2 separate regions of the Gossypium raimondii genome follow, and region 2 is linked to region 1. The links are chromatin contacts, called in public Hi-C maps. All regions are on one chromosome and are shown on one strand. Each heading gives the region's core, a stretch centred on a gene start, on an enhancer-like site or on the middle of the called end of the contact. The rest is flanking DNA. Distances are from core to core; before and after follow the strand shown.

Region 1 (3,196 bases), core at 418-2,917:
CAACAATGGTTTCTTCTCCAAAATCTCTAATTCAAATAATGTAATTTTTAGGGCTCAGGTAACTTCCTTTTAAAAGGGCTTTTTACACTTTAACGATTCATATATCCGAGAATAAGGGCACAATCAGTTGCGTATAGTTGTAACCCTTCCTGACACATGGTGAAGTGTATGTTGCAAGTTAAGGTATAAAGTGTATTTAATAAACTTCTTCTTGTGTTACTTCTCATCTCATAGAACCAGGTTCCAATAAGAGTCACTTTATAACTCTTCTTCAAACCAGGTGGGGGACAAATTGTTATGATACTCACTATTACCGACTCGTAACCTGATTGGGTCTAGGTCGAGTTTTACACAGTTCGCACTTCAAGTTTGCGTGACACTATGAGTTAGCATGTAAGACACTCAAACCCCTCTATGAGACCGCACGATGTGGATTCACACACCATCACATAGGCGAACCCACATCGTATAAACACATGTTAAACCTAGAGTAGAGTACGTGCCGACATGCATGGAACCTACCTACGAAATCACATCTATGAATAGTAACCATATCATATAAATACACAGCTTCACCCATCTAAAGGATACACATAAACACCCAAAAAATATTAAAAATATTTAAAAAATTCTAAAAATCTTTAACTTATATTTTCGAAATATATGAACAAAGTACTAAAAGTTCTATAAAAGAAAATATTTATTTTGATAGTTTTCTTTTTGTAAACAGTATTGTATAAATTTGAATTTTTAATAATTTAATAAAACATTGTTAAATTTCTAAAATAATGCCCAACATTCAAAAACTTATATAATAATAAAATAATTAAAATTACCAAATTTCTGAAAAAATAAAATTTAAAATTTAAAATTTTCCAAAATTATTTCAAAAATTATAAAATAAAAATATATAAATATTCAGTAAAATTAATTTTATTTTTAAAATTTCAAAAATTCATTATTTTCTATTATTTTTAAATTTTATAAAGTTTAGAATATTTTTGCATATATATTATATAAAGTTTCCTTTTAATTTTGAGGAAAAATATTTGTTGGAAAATTTTATAATTTTTCAAACTTTGGAGCTTTTATTTTATTTGTTTTCATATTCTGAAGATATTTTTCGAACATTTATATATATATATACACATATATTGGATTTTATGATCTTTTGAATTCTTATAGTTTGTTTTAGAATTTTCACGCTTTTTATTAAAATTTAAAAGTTACGCGATACTATTTACAAAATTTTTTTTCTCAAAACTTTGGAGTATTTTAGTAATATCTATTTGTTTTTTATTTTTCATATATAAAATTTTAAAACATTTTTTTATAATTTTATTAGTTTTTAATTTTAATAATGTACGGACTTTTGTTTTCTTATTATATAATATTTAAAAAAGTCAAAATTCAGAGTTGGATTGGATAATAATTGACGCTATTTTCATTTTTTTCTTATCCATTTTTAAAAGTACGGGACATAAGTACTTTATTTTTAGATGGACCATTTTGCTCATATTTGAAATTGATAGGGATGTATGTGAAATTTAAACTATTTTAGTACTTTACATATTAACTTTTTTAGGAAAAAAAAAAAGAAACAGGTAAGATATTCTCTCTTTTAAAAAAATTCCAACTAAGAAAATTCCCTTTCATTATTTCTTTTGTCTTTCCCCCAAGTATTCCCTTGCCCTAAAACACTGTTCTTTCTTTTCACTGTTAGGAAAAAAAGAAAAAAACCATATTCAAAGAACAATCCAACAAACACCATCGTTGTTGGATAATCCAACTGTTTTGGTTTCCGAAACTAACCCAAAAGCAAAAATGCTTAACCGCCACCATATCCTCCTTCCCATCCTCCTTTTCTCCGCCTTTCTCGCCGCCGGGGACGACGGCGCAACCATGCTCAAGATAGCTTCATCCTTCCGCCCTCCTCCCACTGGGTGGTCTTCCACTTCTTCAGACAACTACTGCAAGTGGCCTGGCATAAATTGCGACAAATCCAACAGCGTTACTTCCATCAACCTCTCTTCCAAATCCCTGTCTGGGACCCTTTCCCCCGACATCGCCGACTTGTCGGAGCTCCAGACTTTGTCACTCCAACGCAACGCCTTGTCCGGGACCATCCCATCTTTGGCCAACCTCTCCAGCTTACAAGAGGTTTACCTTGACAGCAACGCCTTCACCTCTATATCCCCAAACGCCTTCTCCGAATTAACCAGCTTGCAAAAGCTGAGTTTGAGTGACAATGCCGGTTTAAGTCCATGGACTTTCCCAGATTTGTCCCAATCGACGGGACTCGTTGAACTTCAACTAGACAACACCAGCTTGTTCGGTTCCTTGCCTGATATCTTCGATTCTATGAACAGCTTGAAAAGTATAAGGCTGTCTTACAACAATTTGAGCGGCACATTACCAGCTTCTCTCGGTGGATCAATGGTTCAGAATCTTTGGATCAACAATCAGGATGTTGGGTTCAATGGTACTTTACAAGTTTTATCCAACATGACACAGTTGTCTCAGGTTTGGCTTCAGAAAAACTTGTTTACGGGTCCGATCCCAGATTTGTCTAAATGTTTGGATATTTTCGATCTTCAGCTTAGAGACAATCAGTTGACAGGGCCGGTTCCCAAATCTTTAATTGACCTTCCAAACTTGAAGAATGTTTCATTGTCTAATAATAAATTGCAGGGTCCTTTCCCAGAATTTCCTACCTCAGTTGAGAAAAAAGTTGTTGATGGAAACAATAATTTCTGTAATAGTAATGGGGATCCTTGTGATCCTCAAGTTACTACATTGCTTGAGATTGCTGGGGGTTTTGGGTACCCTGTGCCTCTTTCTGATAAGTGGCCTGGGAATGATGCTTGCGAATGGTCCTTTATTTCTTGTGATTCACAAAAGAATGTGATTACAGTGAATCTGGAAAAGAAAAACTTGGTCGGGACGATTTCTGCGGCATTTGCCAATCTCATATCATTGAAGAACTTGAATCTGAGTGGTAACGGATTAACTGGTTCAATTCCTGATAGTCTGACTAAGTTGACTAGTTTGCAGCTTCTTGATGTGTCTAATAACAATCTTAGTGGAGACATCCCAAAATTTTCGAATTCAGTAAAATTCTCATACTCGGGGAATAGTTTACTTGGAAAATCTGGTGGTTCTGGTGATGGAGGAGATTCAGGATCTGGAGCATCCG
Region 2 (3,196 bases), core at 451-2,950, 210 kb after region 1:
GTGACCTTAGGTGATCTGTTCATCCAAACTCACCTAAGTCAGCCTTTACTCAAGTCAGACTTCTTTTAGAAGTCCTCCAAGGCACCAATTTGTATAGCGGAAACGATTTATGCCAAAAGAAGCAACAAAGAACAACAGAAAGAACGCACACAAGGTGTTTGAGTAATTGCTCTCAATATTCTCTTATTCACAAAGAATAATGAAACAATGAATGAAGTAAGTACAAATGGGGGGCTCTCTATTTATAGTTGAGCTCCCCAAAAACTGACGGTCAAGATACATTTACATCGACAGACGAGATTAACTATATCTCTTAATTTTAGGGATTTACAAGATATGTCATATCAAATGTAATCTAATCTTTACAAGATATGATTCTATCAATCTTTTAAGATTAGTTACCAAAATAGCCTAAGTTGCCAAATCTTTATTATCGGGCCAACCAAGCTTCAATCTGACAGGCTTCTCAACAGCTTACCGAATTGGGCCAGTTCTTGCTGGCCAAATGATCCCCATCTACACAATAAACCTCCATTAGATGCATTTCGTACGATGGTCATGGGCTTTGAACTGCGACCCATGACACTAACATGGTCTTAACATAATCTAAGCTTATACCACTAAGTATATCATGATTTCAAGTTCCAAATTCACTGACACTCAACAATGGTAGCTAGAATATAACTTAATAATAGGAAAAACTAACACTTGGGTTAGTTAAATTAAGCTTGGATGACTATGAATCCATAAAAAAATTCAACAAAAATAACATGTTTACCTTCTGAATTTTGAACTGAAAATGAAGAAGAAACAAAAATTATTCTATTTCTTTGGAAAAGAAGAAAAATAAAATAAACTAAGCCCTTTTCTTATTTTATCTCTCCCACTTTTCAATCTCATATTCGACTTGTGGACTTTTTAGTTTAACTTTTCGGACAAATTGACTTAACAAATTCAATTTTAAAATTGACATGTCCAACAACAACGAAAATTGGGTTGTTGCAAATGGGACTCACCTCAAGTTTTCATTGACCTATAGATGCCACCTCTTCGAAAATCAAGAGAGAAGAGCATGCATATAACCTATACTCAAATACAACCTCAACATCTTTTACAATGTGAACCACCCCACCTTTAGAACCAGGTTGAAAAGAAAATCTCTAATCAAAATATAAAGGTTAAAATGTGATATAATCCTTATACTTTTCGAAAATTAGAAATTTAGTCATTGTACTTGTATTTTTAGAAATTTAGTCTCTCTACTTTTCATATTTCAAAATTTAGATCCAACTATTAACACTGTTAGTTTTTTTTTGTTAAATTGGTTGTTGTGACATTTTGAAATAAAAAAACTACTCACTTGGTAGCCATGTAATTAAAAATTGTTTTAATTAACCTGAATTTAACAAAAAATTAACAGTATTAACAATTCAACCTAAATTTTGAAATATGAAAAGTATAGAGACTAAATTCTGAAAATAGAAGTATAAGGACTAAATTACTAATTTTTAAAAAGTGCAGGGACTAAAGTCATGTTTTAACCAAATATAAATGCATGAAAAAATCATTCAAGGGTTTAACCGTCTAATTCATTATCATTGCAATACCCTTCGAAGATACGGTGAGAGAAAACAAAAGAGTGGTGACCCACCCGACAAAGTAACGGACCGGGCGGTCGCGCCACCAGTCCATACTTTTGGGCACGAATCCAGACGTCGAAGCTCCCTTTGTCCAACGACCAATGCAAGCATTTAATGTCAATGGGTTCCCTTTCCGTTTCACCATAAATCAAGCATCTCCCCCCTCCCTCAAGCCCCAGATCAAGGAAACAAGCTCTTCACTAAACAATCCACTGCTTCTCACTTGCTTTCTTTTCTTTTCTTTTTACTGGACTTCTCAAAGCATTCCCCAATTTCCTCCCTGTTTCCAGCTCTAGTTTCCAAGCAGTTTCAGAGGAAAGAAAGTAAAGCCTGTTTACCGAAGATGGAAAACCCCATCACTTCAAAATGCTGCAACCATCAGCCCTGGTTTGTCTTACTTGTCTTTTTCGTTTTCTGTATTGAGCTATTTTCCTTTGATTACTCCGGTTTTACTGCTAAAAAATCTGCCCTCGTCACTGTTTTGGATGATAATCATGGAACCGTAATCAATACCCAAAGTTCTTTACCTCATGATTTCACTGAAATTACCAATGCTAGCGTCTATCCATTGCCCAAAACTGATGAAAAGGGAGATTTGAAAGTGGGAACTGAGATCGATTCTTGTGTGGGGAGATATATATTTGTTCATGATCTTCCCAGTAGATTTAATGAGGATTTGGTTAACAATTGTCGGTTGCTCACTAGGGGAACTGATAAAAACATGTGTCCATACTTGGACAACTTGGGTTTTGGTCCTGAAATTGAGAACCCTGAAGATGTTTTGATAAACAATAGCTGGTTTTTAACGAATCAGTTCTTGTTGGAAGTCATCTTTCACAATAAGATGAAAAGGTATGAATGTTTAACCAATGACTCGTCGATTGCATCGGCTATTTACGTACCCTTTTATGCTGGTCTTGATATGAGCTTGTATCTATGGGGTTTCAACACTACTGTGAGAGATTCTGCATCTCTTGGCCTTGTTAAGTGGCTATCAGAGAAGCCTGAATGGAAAAGAATGTGGGGTAGGGATCATTTCTTAGTTGCTGGGAGGATTGCTTGGGATTTCCGAAGACAAAGCGATAACGAAACCGATTGGGGCAGCAAGCTTCGGTTCTTGCCTGAATCCAAGAACATGTCGATGTTGTCGATCGAATCGAGCTCCTGGAACAATGATTATGCAATTCCATATCCAACATGTTTCCATCCTTCAAAGGACAGTGAGATTTTCCGGTGGCAGGATCGAATGAGAAGGCAAAACCGGCAGTATCTTTTCTCCTTTGCTGGTGCCCCTAGGCCTGAATATCAGAATTCGATCCGGGGCAAGATTATTGATCAATGCTTAGCTTCAAAGAGCCAGTGCAAGCTGCTGGATTGTAATTATGGTACTACAAACTGTGATAATCCGGTTAATGTGATGAAGGTGTTTCAGAGCTCAATCTTTTGCTTGCAGCCCCCAGGGGATTCTTACACAAGGAGATCGATTTTCGACTCTATTTTAGCAGGGTGCATTCCGGTGTTTTTCCATCCAGGTACAGCATATGCTCAATACATAT

What was found. A called contact is a pair of places that touch in the nucleus more often than the background predicts.
Region 2: a Hi-C map of leaf shows a contact between it and region 1, with 1.7 times the contacts expected there. The contact joins the promoter of LOC105776684 here to the promoter of LOC105777067 in region 1.

The regions. Positions count from the first base shown.
Region 1 is chr10:25,729,509-25,732,704 of ASM2569854v1, forward strand. It overlaps LOC105777067 (receptor-like kinase TMK4), which reads left to right and starts at 1,668. Exons shown (of 3, transcript XM_012600125.2): 1 at 1,668-3,196. The coding sequence starts at 1,825.
Region 2 is chr10:25,940,625-25,943,820 of ASM2569854v1, forward strand. It overlaps LOC105776684 (probable xyloglucan galactosyltransferase GT14), which reads left to right and starts at 1,701. Exons shown (of 1, transcript XM_012599527.2): 1 at 1,701-3,196. The coding sequence starts at 1,984.